2 separate regions of the Mus musculus genome follow, and region 2 is linked to region 1. A link is a contact called in public HiCAR-type data. All regions are on one chromosome and are shown on one strand. The core of a region is the stretch at or near the end of the contact, and the rest is flanking DNA. Distances in the headings are between cores, read along the strand shown.

Region 1 (6,424 bases), core at 2,891-5,390:
ACAGACAGATCCTAGAATGCGTTCTCAGAGTGTGTGAAGGGAGAAGAAGTGGTCAGATCTGTGAAAGGAAGAAGAGAGACTATAGACAGCAGGAGACATCCAAACCAAGGACTCTTCCAGATCACTGTGAAAACTGATTCAGCCGGGTTTCCAGCTACCACGCTGAGACGGAGCCTCCTCCTGGAGGCACGCAGGTCCTGGACCTACCCAGGAGAGCTGACCACGCTGCACTTGCCTGTGACCCACTATCGAACTTCATGTTGCACTCAGGGAAGGAAGCCTCTAAGGATCCGAATTCAAGCTGACTCTCCTGAGCCATGCTCCGGGCTCAGGCCTATGAACACAACCATTCCCATGTTAACCTTCATGCTGAGAAGCACAGCTATGGAGGACAGAGCTCTAAGGTGAGCCGGCATTGACTTTCATGTCCCCTTATATAGTATTACCTCCCCTTAACCATGTGCTGGCCTGCTGAGAATGCCAAATGGCACTAGTATGAATAGAGTATGGTTTTCGGTAACAATGAAGTTTGTGTGCTTGTTTGTTTGTTTTGGTAAAAATGGAATGGTCTATTGCAATGATGGTCTTTACCTATAGCACCACAGACCCATGAGCACATTGTCCTGAAGCCTCTGGGGCAAGGAAGCATCAAAAAAGGACAATGAATTTTGCTGTTATTGTTGCTGCTGCTGCTGCTGCTGTTTAGACTTTTTCCTTTCTTTGTTTTATTTTAATTTTTAGACAGGGTCTCCCCAGGCCTTGGTCTGGAATTTCCTCTCTAGCTGAGGATGACAGAGAATTCCTGGTCCTCCTGCCTCTACCTCCCCTGTTCTGGGCTTACAGGCAAGCATCCTCACTCTCAGTTTAGTAATAAAGATTGTTAGTTCTACCTTATAGTTATATAATGTATTCTTTTCATCCCTATATAAGAATTTACAATCTTGAGAGAGCATCCTTGCATGTGGGCTCCATTAGTGCATGTCTTTACATGCCATGTTACTATAATTTGTGACACAGTTTTTTTTTTAATTGACTAGCAGTAAAGTAAAATAAATTGAAGCAAAGTTCCATAGCAAAAGGGAAGAATACTGAAGAATCATCATGGAGGAGTAAGATCGTAGCAGCAGCCATTGCTACATTGCTAGGCTACACTCTGACAGCAGCTGTCTGAGATTCCATTCTCCTGGGGGAACAGCCTGTCCAAATTCCACCAAAAAAAGTCATAAAAATATTTGAGCATAGAGGGCAAAGGATGAGCCTCTATAATGCACATATTTATATCCATAGATATCCCAAAGCCATAAGGGCTAGAAATCCCGGAGGGCAGAAGTCAGCTGCTCTATTCTCTGATGGGAAAAATCGAGGAGAACTGTGGTTATCAGGGTTTCCCAACTCATCCATGGAGCTGCTGGGGGTGGGGTGAGACCAAGAGACAGAGAGATGGGAGAAAGAGGAAGGGAGAAAGCCAGGAAGCGAAAATAAGAACGGAGGCATGCTGCTCTACTCTTTTAATTCTAGCACTCCAGAGGCTGAGGCAAGACTGTGGTCAACCTGAACAGGCTCTACTCACAAGAGCAGCTAAACAACACAAACCTAACACAATGGCTTTAAATAATGCAAAAGGGGAAGAAGGAGGGGGATGAGGGGGAAGAGGAGGGGGAGGAGGAGGGGGGAGGAGGGGGAAGAGGAGGGAGGAGGAGGAAGACAATACCTCAAGGGCAGCTCAGAGATGGATGGGTAGGGAGGCAAGGAAGGTGGAGAGAGATCTGAATCGAATCGGGTTGGGGTAGGGAGCATGAATATGATCCAAATTGATAATATGAAATTCTTGAAGAATTAGTTAAAATATTACTTTAAGGATTAATGAATAAACTCCTTTTGAGATGAAAACTAAAAAAAAAAAAAAAAAAAAAAAAAAAAAAAAAAAAAAAAAAAAAAAAAATCCTAGGGCAGGGAGACCTCATCTCACTAATCTCACTAAATAACAATAAAAGAAAGCCAGCAAAAGAGGGACTGTGGTCCTGTCCACAAGCACACACTCCAACCCCCTCCGTCCCTCTGGGTCAGAAAGACCCTTGGTTGGATCCTTCAGCTGATTTTATCACAACTCCCACTGAATAAAGAAAGCCCCACTAAGTTGCCGTGGGCATCTCCTCAGCCTTGCTGTCTTCAGTGTAAACATTCCTTTGGGTCTTTCCTTCTATTCTTTCTTTTTCATGTTTCACAGAGTTTCCTCCATGGGATAATTTTGTGATGTCCCTTATCCTGCTACCTCTTTTCTCTGGAGTCGCCCCTGCCCCATGCATCTCAACCCTGCTTAGGGCTGTTCTAGACATGCGGGCCTGACCCCTCCCAGTCCTTCCTCTGTTGTGTTTCTCTTCTTTGATGAGCTGGGACGAGAGAGACCTTCTCTATGTAACACACAATACAACATCTTCCCCTTCACTTCCAAGTTCAGGCATCTGCAATTATGTTACATTGCATAGCAAGTGGGAATAAGGATTCATCATCAGCTAGCCTGACAGAGTTTTTCCTTAAAGTAAGGTTAACTCAGAGAGAGATGCAGAAGGTGGGGAGGGAGGAGCTAGACTGATAAGATGTAATAAGAACTTGACCCACAATTTCTGTTTTGGGAGATGGAAGAACAGGCTGGAAGCCAAGGAACATGGGTGGCCTCTAGTAGTTGGAAAGGGAAAGGAAATGGAGTCTCTTCATGAGCTTCCAGAAGGGAACACAGTTCTGCCAACACCTTGATTTTTTTTTTTTAACTCAGTGAGACCAGTTTCTGACTCCCAGCCTTCAAACCTGCAAGGTAATGAATCGGGATTGATGTAAGCCATTAAAGCGGCTGTGATCTGTTCCCACAGGAACAGCCCAGTTCAGCACTGCTTGTGGAATGCACAACCACTGCCAGGCTACCACAGGAGGCAGCCTGTTGTAGGCTCGTACTGCCCAACCCTATTCACAAGAGGAAGTTGAGTAGCAGGGCTCCACCTCCTCTCTGATTTAGTGAGGAGGAGCATTACCTATCTCAGAAAACGAATTCCAAGATTCAAGTGCATTGGTGCAACCCAGAGAATGGGAAAAAGGAAGGTCTGGGCACCCTAGGGTGTCTTCAGCAACAGTTGATAGAGGCAGAAGACCCCGGATCAGGGCAGAGATTAGTCCCTAACAGATATTGTTACATTAGGCCTCCACCTGTCATTGTCATTCTCTTCAAGAATTCACAGCTTTGAGACAAAAGGGGAGATGTAAAGAATTGTATCTGGGAGCTCACGTGCATATAAAGTTGCAAATAGTGGCAAATTGTGTGTTGTATGTATGCAGTTCAATGTTTTTTTTCCAACTATCTAAATCTTTGTCTTAGAACATGTGTTGTACTTAATGATGCACGTGGGACCCTGTCACCCCAGGCACCCCAGAGACGCGCATCCTCAGCGCCTCTTTGGGTCCCTTTCCCACTATGAAAGGGACGTGAAAAACCTCTGCACTTTTCCGATCTGGCTTGCCCAGGCCACCGAATCCTACCCTGTTGAGTGCTCAATAGTACGCTCAACTTTTGCACCAATCGCACTCTGGGCTCAGTCCCCAGACACAAACTTTTTGTGAATCCAAAGAGAACATCCAACCACAGGGAAAGACTTTCTGCCACTTCTTCAGCCGCTCAGTAGCTGCTCCAGGCATCGGTCTCCTGAAGCACCACCGCTCGGATACAGAGGGGAAGCGGGTGCTCCCGGGAGTTGCAAGCCAACCCAGCTTCTTGGCCCAGGCTCCAGCGCGTTCTGGAGATGTACCTTCCAGAGCCCTGCAGTAAGCTGGGGACACCAGGGACATGCACACCTAGGACAAGCAGATACACTCCTACCGTCGCCAGGCGCCACCTGCACGCCGGGCGCCGCCTGCAGCCTTCGGGCATCCGATTTAGGGGTGCCAGTGCAGAGACTCCCGCCTGGGCAAGCAGCCTTGGCGCACTATTCTGCAAAGAGTTAAGAGCCGGCTGTTAAGACTCCTGGGGCCGCGTCTGGTCCCCAGGCCCCGCTCACCGCTCCTGATTGGCTGATCTCCTGTCAGTAGTAAAGAGGATCAGATAGCAAACTTGGGACCTTCATAAAGGCGTGGTGGCGGTACTCCGCGACCGCTGGCAGCCTATGACATCAGCCAGGAACGCCTAGGATGCGGCTGTTCCCGGCCACCCTCAGAGGAGGAGGGTCCTGCCTGCTGGGAGTTAATTAGCCTCGCGAGCGGCGAGGGGGGAGGCGCCAGTTTTCTGGGGACACTGGCGGCCACTGTGCGTCCTCCTACCCAAGGGAGCTCCCCAAGAGTTGGATGAATTCTGGGTTGTTAGCTGCTGTCCTCTGGGCTCCCGGGAGCCAGTTTCTGGTGGAAAGCGGGGCGCCTGGCCAACGACCAGCGGCTTGCTGAGACTCACCATGACACTCCTGGGGTCTGAACACTCTTTGCTGATTAGAAGGAAGTTCCGATCAGGTAGAGTAAGGCGTTCAGCACTCCTTAAACTTTTCATCTCTACCACTCAACTGCTTTACAATGAATGCTTCGGGCCTGAGGTGGCGGCCTTCCCTCTGTTTCCCCAAAATGAACACTGTGTTTGACTGAATGCCTTCAAATGTCTTCCCTTTGACCTGTGTTAAGTTTGAGTTTTGTTTACGAATAATCCAATGTTTTACTTTATTTTACTATATTTTCCTTTATCGGTAAATAGACATTTTTAAGGGGACGACCCAAAAGGAACTGTGTTGAAATGGGCAACTCCAGGATCTGAAGTTATAGAGTGGGCGCGTTATCAGTTACAACCGCTGAGACAATGTGCCTAGGACTGTGAGACGTCTAGGGGTCACTTAACATGTAGCTAATCCAAACAAATGTATTTCCCAAAAAAGTCACTTGGAGGAAGTAAAAATAGCGAATTTGGAGCACACCAAGAATTTTTAAATGACATCACCATGGGGGAAAAAAACCAGCGCCACAAATATTTTTTCCCAAACCATCTGATATTTATAAATGGACAATTTTCCCTAAAATTGTTGTGTTAGTGGCACACAGAGAAACTTCTGGAGGGACACTCAGGAGAGGTGAGTATAAGGAAAGGGTACGTGGGGGCCTACAGAAGACGCAGGATTGTGTTCCCTCGTTCGCATCCTGGAAGGGCTACCTAGCTTTGCCCATTCTTGCTTTTATAACAGTGGTAACAGGGCCATTCAATGATGGCAGGGCACCTTCTAAGAACGAACATTTTGGTGGATAGCTCTGGTGTGAGCCTTCCATGTAACAGGTGCTGGCTGATGCTGGTGCCACTCACTCTGTCAATTCCCTTGGTCCTTCTGAAGGAGCTACTCAACTGTTTGTCTTGAAATGAGTGGCTCAGAAATTGTGCACAGTGGGTGATGGGCCATAAGGAGCCTCTGTAACCACCTCAGTTGTTCCTGATCCTTAGGTGTGGATGGGACACTCTGGGGATTTCTTGAAGGATTGTTTAGTGAGGCAAGTTGAAAACTTAAGAGCTGAAGTGGCCAGGAGCCACAGTGCCTCTGGAGGCCTGGGGTGTGTCTCCTAACCACTAGCCACCGGGGTCAGCCATGCACGTTTGTCCTTTCCATGTTGAGGTGAGGTGGTTAGTTTGTTCATCAGAGACCTCACATGCTTGGTAATTTGCTCAAAACCACAAGGCAATACTGCCACCTTTCTGAGGGAGCAAGGATGTCATTTTTGTTTTTGCATAAAGCTGAGTTTATTTCAACTGCTCCCGTGCAGTTTAATGGGGTAGACGGAGGGACAGGGAGAGGCTGCTGGATCATTTCTAAAAGGATTTGGTGATGTTCTTGATAGTGGGCTTGCAAAACAGACTTATCAAGGAATTCCTCAGCTGAAATATGGTGGAGAGGGAAAACTGTTTGCACTATTTTAACCCCTAACTCAGTGGATTGTGCAGGCCTGAGGTCTCTACCTGGACCCTGCGAATCTTTATCCTGGAGCTTTGAAGAAGTCCAACCCCACTTTTTTTTTTTTTAAGACAGGGTTTCTCTGTGTAGCCCTGGCTGTCCTAGAACTCACTCTGTAGACCAGGCTGACCTCAAAATCCACCTGCCTCTGCTTTCCAAGTGCTGGGATTAAAGGCATGTGCCACCACTGCCTGGCACCAATCCCACGTTTTTCAGGCATTTTTGTCATAAGGAAGGTAGTTTGTCGAAGCATAATACAGAAGTAGGAAGCTTAATTTAAGCTTTGATTTAAAAGTTGAGGGGACTGGAATCGATGACAGACAAAGCCAGTTGCGCATCTTAGGTGTTGTGCTTGATAATCTTACACAAGAGAAAGAAAAACATTATTGTAAGATTGTAAATCAGTTGATGGCTACTGGTTATAGTTCCTGGACAGAGTGACCATGGTGGACATGTGGCCCTGAGGC
Region 2 (6,424 bases), core at 2,743-5,242, 1.8 Mb before region 1:
GAAAGTCTGTGTTAGTGTTTCCTGCTCCATCCAAGCTGGTGACTGGAATGTCAGCCAGTTGATACCTGCAAGTCAGGTTGTCTCTGACAGAGGGGCAGGCATGCTCCTTGAGGGTCTTTAGCATGGGTCTTGTGCTGAGCGGGGAGGTCTGTAGTAGGTCTCAGCGTGCTGTCTTTCTGACAAGTCCCTGGATAGAACACTGCTGCTCTTCCAAGGACACACTTAAGGGGTGAGGGGCCACGGGTGAGACCCATTCCACACGGATAACTATATGATTCAGCTACTCGGGAGTGAGGCAGACAGAGGCAATCAGAGACAGAAGACCATTAATGAGCACACACCATACAATACCCAACGGTGCTCTGTGGGAAATGTTCTGCATAGATTTTAAAAATGTGCACGCAAATGTCTGCATGTCTGTCTCAACACTACACAGCCTTATTCTACTGCTTTATATGAAGAAATCGATCCTTTGAGTCTCTCACAGCAACTGTGATATAATAATCCGTATGAAAATGCTTTGCCCTGTCGATAATCGGAGAAGATGAAAAAAGCTGGGGGTGGAGAGATGGAAAAGAACTGCTTCTAGTACACACGTTACAACAATGGTAGCCCACGACTTTAAACCCAGCATTTGGGAGGCAGAGGCAGGCTAATCTCTGAGTTTAAGACCAGCCTAATCTACAGAGTGAGTTCCAGGACAGCCAGGGCTACACAGAGAAACCCTGTCTTGAAAACCAAAAATGAAACAAAACAAAAAAACAAGGCTCAGTAAAAATATGAACCCGGTATAATTCACTTATAATGTTCTCTTCTGATACTTTTGGGATTTAGTAAATGCAGTTAGCTTATTAATTTATGAATGAATGCGTGTGCATCTGTGTATATGCATGTGTGTAGGATCTAAGTGGTAGTGGTCAGAGGACACCTCTGTGGAGTCCATTCTCTTCATGGGTCCCTAGGACCAAAATCAGGCTTTAGGCTTCTGGGCAAGCAACTTTACCCACTGAGTCATTTTGCCAGTCCTTCATTATTATTATTATTTTTAACCAATGGAAAAACTAAAGGTATCATAGTATCCACTTAACAGAATTTAATTTGTAAAGTCATTGAGTACCCTGGACTTGTCCCTAATTCTCATCCATTGCAAAAATGGTCATGTCCAGGAATATAGGTAAGGCGGTGTCTCCCAGGGCCAAGTTAATGCCATACAAGGCATTTTAACAAGGTATGGTTGCATATAAATCACACCGAGACTCTAATAACAACACGGCATGCTGATTTGTGCAAACCAAATGCCACCTGTCCAAGGGACTTCTTGGGAAACATTTTGTCTGTAACTGGAGGGATGGAAGCCCAGGAGGAAACCTATCTCGCTCCTGCTTTGACTCCTCACGCATTGGGTATACTCCTCTGGGGCTTAGAGAGGTCTGCAGCTGCAGAAGCTATTCAATAAACATGAGGAAGGCTGAGAAGAGAAAGCCCTATTCCTTCATGCCACTCTTGACCACCAAGTGACCACCAGAGTTTCTTTCTTTCTTTCTTTCTTTCTTTCTTTCTTTCTTTCTTTCTTTCTTTCTTTCTTTCTTTAATTATGGAACGCTTCGTTTCTTACGTGATATGTTCTGTATTTCTATAACCTGTTGTTATAATCCACATCCCAGTATTTGCCTCTGTGATGCAAGTAGCCTCCATGAACAAGGTACAGCAGGGACTGTGGGAAGGAGCTGGGCGAAGACCTAGTTTCCAAAGTGCAGAAAGCAACATAGTACTGTTCATCTGTGCATCCATTCCTTCTGTACTTCCCTCGGGAGGATCTTTACGAGGAAACTTTATACAAGGCTCCTAAGAAGATGGAGACCATGTCCCTGTCCTTCTGGAAGCTGGCTGCCCAGAGCATCAGCCAAAGGAGTTATTGCTACAATAAGAGATCAGGAAGGATGGTCAGATCCTCCTGGAAAGAGGCAGAGCGACTGAGATGGCATCTGAGACAGTCCTGGGAGCCTGGGCACACAGCAGCAGGCAGGCTAGGGGCAAGGCCCATTTGCCATCATTTCTGGACTAGACTCCAAAGACAATGCTGGAAATGTGGGATGGGCCATGCTATGGTGGGGCTAAAGACCAAATGGAGGAGCTCCGACTTAGCTTGGGAAACAACAAAGGGTTTGAAAGCGGACAGTGTTGTAGAGGCAGAGGAGGCAGGAGGCAGATAGAAGAGTTATAAGGCTGTCTTCAGGGGAAGTAAGGGAGGGCTGAGTGGGAACGAGCAAAGGTAGGGTACTCAGGCACTGTGCATGTACCTATGCCTAGAATGGATGCTGCTGAATTCTTTTTTTACTTTTGACAGCATCTCAGGGCAGTGATGTTAAAGGCAACAGGTATTGAGTGAAGATGCCTAGTAGCTCTGCTGAGAACAGAAATTGCTGGGTCAGTCAGGAGGTGGACGAGGCTTAGGGAGGAGGTGTTCTGTGGGATCCCAGACAGGTTTCACAGAGCAGCATGGTGGTGCTGGTGGCTATTTGGAGCCATCTTTTAGAGAATCAACATGGAGCTTCCTGAGGGGATATATGAGATATGATTGTGAACTCAGGCTATGGAGCAAAATGCTGAGGAGGTCATCTAATTTGGGGAGAGGGGACTCTGGATAACAAGCAGTTTCAGGCCATGGTTCTACTGCACCAACATTCAAACCAGGCTAGAACTCAGCTCTGCATTCCTGGTGTTCTCACTCACTGCTCTCTATACAGTGAACACTGTCCCCAAACCCAAGAATGAGTTTCTCAGTGATACTGTGCAGTCTGCCTCCAAGACGGTCTATTGTTGTCTGAGAACAAAAGTCACAGATGGATATAACCGGCACACATCCTTGTTACGGCTGTCATAAAGGTTAGCATAATGTATGTCAAATGACTAGCATGTTGTAAGTCCTTAGCAAAGACAGGAGCTCTTACTGTCATGCCCGGTGTAGTCATGGGAAGTGGGAGTCGCTGGTATAAGCTCTCTCTGCAGAAAGACTTTCGTGTCTACAGAAAGTTCAGAATTCACATCTCCATCAGTTATATGATCAGAGTGATTTCCCCCTCCGATGCGAAAAATTAGGGACATGAGCTCACAGAGGTATTAATTTCTGGGTTTTAGACAAGAGTCCCAGGATCAGAGTGTAGTCGTGTCAAATGGAGGAACGTTTTGCAAGTAGCTCATACTCACCACCCACAACTCTGCATCTGGATCGTTTACCTAGAATGTCAAAACGTCAAGGTGTTAGCTCACATTAGATCCATGTATCCTCTGTCTGGTCTGGCCTTGTGTTTACTATTCATTGCGAAGAACTAGGCGCTACAATGGGCTCAGGGTACATAACACCATGAGCTAGTTTAGCAGTCTGCACATCCCGATGGCAGCAGGGACTCTCCTCTCGGTTGAACACAACAGGTAGATCTAACCACCCAGCCATGCATCTTTTGAAAATAACTGCTTGGGATTTCCTAAGAACTATTATAGTGTATATGAAAATCCTAGGTCCCAAGATACGAGGGCAGTCACCCTGAGGATGATCAGGAAGAGGTCTAGGAAGGGTAAGGATGCTGTCTATTCTATTTCCACTTTCCTCCCAGGCGCTAAAACCCATCTCACTGAGGCTGAAGATTCGAAAAGGTGTCAGAGCTGCGGTTCTGGGCCCCTTTCTAAGTGACCGGCTGCACAAACTTGCACGCGGGGCCGCTAGGTCAAGCTCTGAGTGCGTTGCCTAACTACACATATTCATCCATGTTCTTTCTGCTTGAAAGGACTCTGTGGGTCCCAATTCGGCTCCACCCTGAGAACTGGTCGCCCAGGCTTCGCGGTCCCTCTGCCAGCCCTCCTCAGCCCGCCTGACCTGCACCACAGCGGCCAGGGCGAAGAAAGCTGCCATGAGTGCGTTGCAGGCCCGCCACAAGCCGGGAGCCCAAGTAGCCACTGCTGGCGCCATGACCTGGAAGCCGGAGGAGCAGGACAGGCCCCAGAGGGGCGTGGCCAGAGGGCGAGGCTGGGCTAGCGGGGCGGTACCCAGGAGGGGCGGGGCGTAGTAGGTGGGGGAGGGACAAGGGGCAGGGCTCAGACAGCGGGAGCGGGGATACAAGGGCGAGGCGAGCCCTTCTTCCCTCCCCGCCCTCCTCAGGTCTAGAACGGTCTTGCGGCGCTCTCTAGTGGATAAAGTGTATCATTGGCATGTGCCTTTCTTTTCCCTTATTCTTTCTCTCATTAAAAAAGCAAATGAAGCCGGGCGTGGTGGCGCACGCCTTTAATCCCAGCACTCGGGAGGTAGAGGCAGGCCTGGTCTACAAAGTGAGTTCCAGGACAGCCAGGGCTACACAGAGAAACCCTGTCTCGAAAAAACAAAACAAAACAAACAAACAAACAAACAAACAAAGCAAATGAAAGAAACAAAACAAACACAACAGAACAAACCAGAAACGCAAATGAAGAAGAGAAAGGAAAAGAAAAAGGACGCGCTAGCGCGCGTGTTCTGGTTAGGTTTTGTTTTTGTTTTTGTTTTTCCGTTTTCTGTGAAAGGGTCCAGTGGCTGTCCTGGAACTCACTATATAAAACACACTAACTTCAAACTCACAGTCTGGTCTCATTTACACATTCATAGTCCTAAATAGTGCTGGAATTAGTATTTAAGTGCTTCTTTTTAAAGCTCCCGTGCTTCCAGAGGGAGGAAAACATTGCGACATTTCTGAAGTGAGTTCCAGAGGCAGCTCCCTTTACCTTCACGTGCTCTCATCATATAAGATATTTATTTATGTATTATACATATTTATATTTCTAACCCATCTGCAAAACCAACGTTTCCAACACTCATTTGCTATGCATTTCTTAGAAAGGGAAGACTTGGAAGTATTGGCAGCTCTCTGCTCACTTATTTCAGCCAGTTTCCTGTTGTGTAAGCTACGGAGTAGCTCTTCTTTGGGCTCATTTACACATGCATAGACCGAATCATTGTTATTCTAAATAGTCTTTGTCACCTCAAATCCTGCATTTTGGGTGCCTGACTGTTCTGCTTTCCTTTTAACTAAAAGAAGAAAAAGATCAACTTCTCAGAAGTGTTTTCCATTCAAGGGCAGCCTTTAGAGCAGCACTTCTCAACTTGTGGGTCGCGACCCCTTCGAGGGGGCCAAAGGACCCTTTCATAGAGTTCCCCTAAGACCACCAGAAAGCAGATTTGCATTATGATTTATAACAGTAGCAAGATTACAATTATGAATAGCAACAAAAATAATTTTATGGTTGAGGGCCACCTTTGTTGTGATCATAAAAAAAGAAAGAGCTATAAGAATATGTTCTGGCAGGGTGTGGGGAAGGAGATGTCTCCGTGGGTCCATGCCAAGGTATCCCTTCCCTCTGAGGGACCAGCCACACAACAGTATAGTATGGAATAGTTTATTTAGGGCGCAAGGAGGGGAGTAAAGAGGGCAGTAGAGGCAGGGAAAGGCAAAGAGAGAGAGGGTAGAGAAGTAGAGGTCGGCCATGACCACGTGGAGAGAAAGGAAGTGAATGGGGAGAAAGAGGGAGCAAGGGGCAAGAAGCAAGAGGCAAGAGAGTAAGAGAGTAAGAGAGAGAAGAGGGGCCAAGCAGCCCCTTTTATAGTGGGCCAGGCCTACCTGGCTGTTGCCAGGTAACTGTGGGGGTGGAGTCCAGACAGAATACCAACAACCATAACATGAGAAACTGTATTAAAGGGTCACAGCATTCAGAAGGTTGAGAATCTCTGGTTTAAACTGAAGGAACTCCTTGTTTGGGGAATATCATCTGCTGGGTGCCTGGCATAGCACAAGAATGGAATTCCTTCCTCAGAAAAGGGAACACCGGGGTGGGGGTGGGGGTGGGGAGCTGGAGAGATGGCTCAGCAGTTAAGGGCACTGATTGCTCTTCCAGAGGTCCTGAGTTCAATTCCTAGCAACCACATGGTGGCTCACAACCATCTGTAATGGGATCTGATGCCCTCTCCTGGTGTGTCTGAAGACAGCGACAGTGTACTCATAGAAATAAAAACTCTTAAAAAGGAGAGAGAGAGAGAGAGAGAAAGGGAGCTTGGGGGTCTTGGAGAAGCAGGCACCAACTACTTTTACTAATATTGGGTGTGGCTCCTCTTCCGGTCTCCCTCACTAATCAGCCTCGAATGCGGATAAGGCAAGGTCACCTTCAGTGCTTCGCCTCTGCGTGGAAAGAAAGAAGCTAAAGTGGAGAGCGCTGTGGGCGGGATTACCTACCCACCCACTCCCTGCCCCCACCCCTGTAGCCCCATTTTTTTGGAGCCTTTAAAGAGGTGGTTAAGTTAAAATGAGGTCATGGGCTGGTAAGATGTAAAGCAATTGCAACACAAAGCTACCTACCTCAGTTTGATCCGTGTGAAAAGACAGGAGGAATCTGGCCACTCCCACCC

What was found. HiCAR-type assays count read pairs that join an accessible place to other places.
Region 2: a contact with region 1 is called in a HiCAR-type map of astrocytes, with 5 times the contacts expected there. The contact joins the promoter of Tmem220 here to the promoter of Myocd in region 1. A contact is called at or near these places in 1 of 39 promoter capture datasets (hippocampal neurons) and 1 of 115 datasets of contacts at active chromatin or transcription factors (astrocytes).

What each region holds. Positions count from the first base shown.
Region 1 is chr11:65,267,705-65,274,128 of GRCm38.p6, reverse strand. Myocd (myocardin) reads left to right here and starts at 4,140. Exons shown (of 13, transcript NM_146386.3): 1 at 4,140-4,485. The coding sequence starts at 4,431. Gm30586 (a long non-coding RNA gene) reads right to left here and starts at 4,204. Exons shown (of 3, transcript XR_001780238.2): 1 at 3,866-4,204; 2 at 1-58.
Region 2 is chr11:67,022,722-67,029,145 of GRCm38.p6, reverse strand. It overlaps Tmem220 (transmembrane protein 220), which reads right to left and starts at 3,992. Exons shown (of 6, transcript NM_001291042.1): 1 at 3,875-3,992; 2 at 3,208-3,237. The coding sequence starts at 3,967.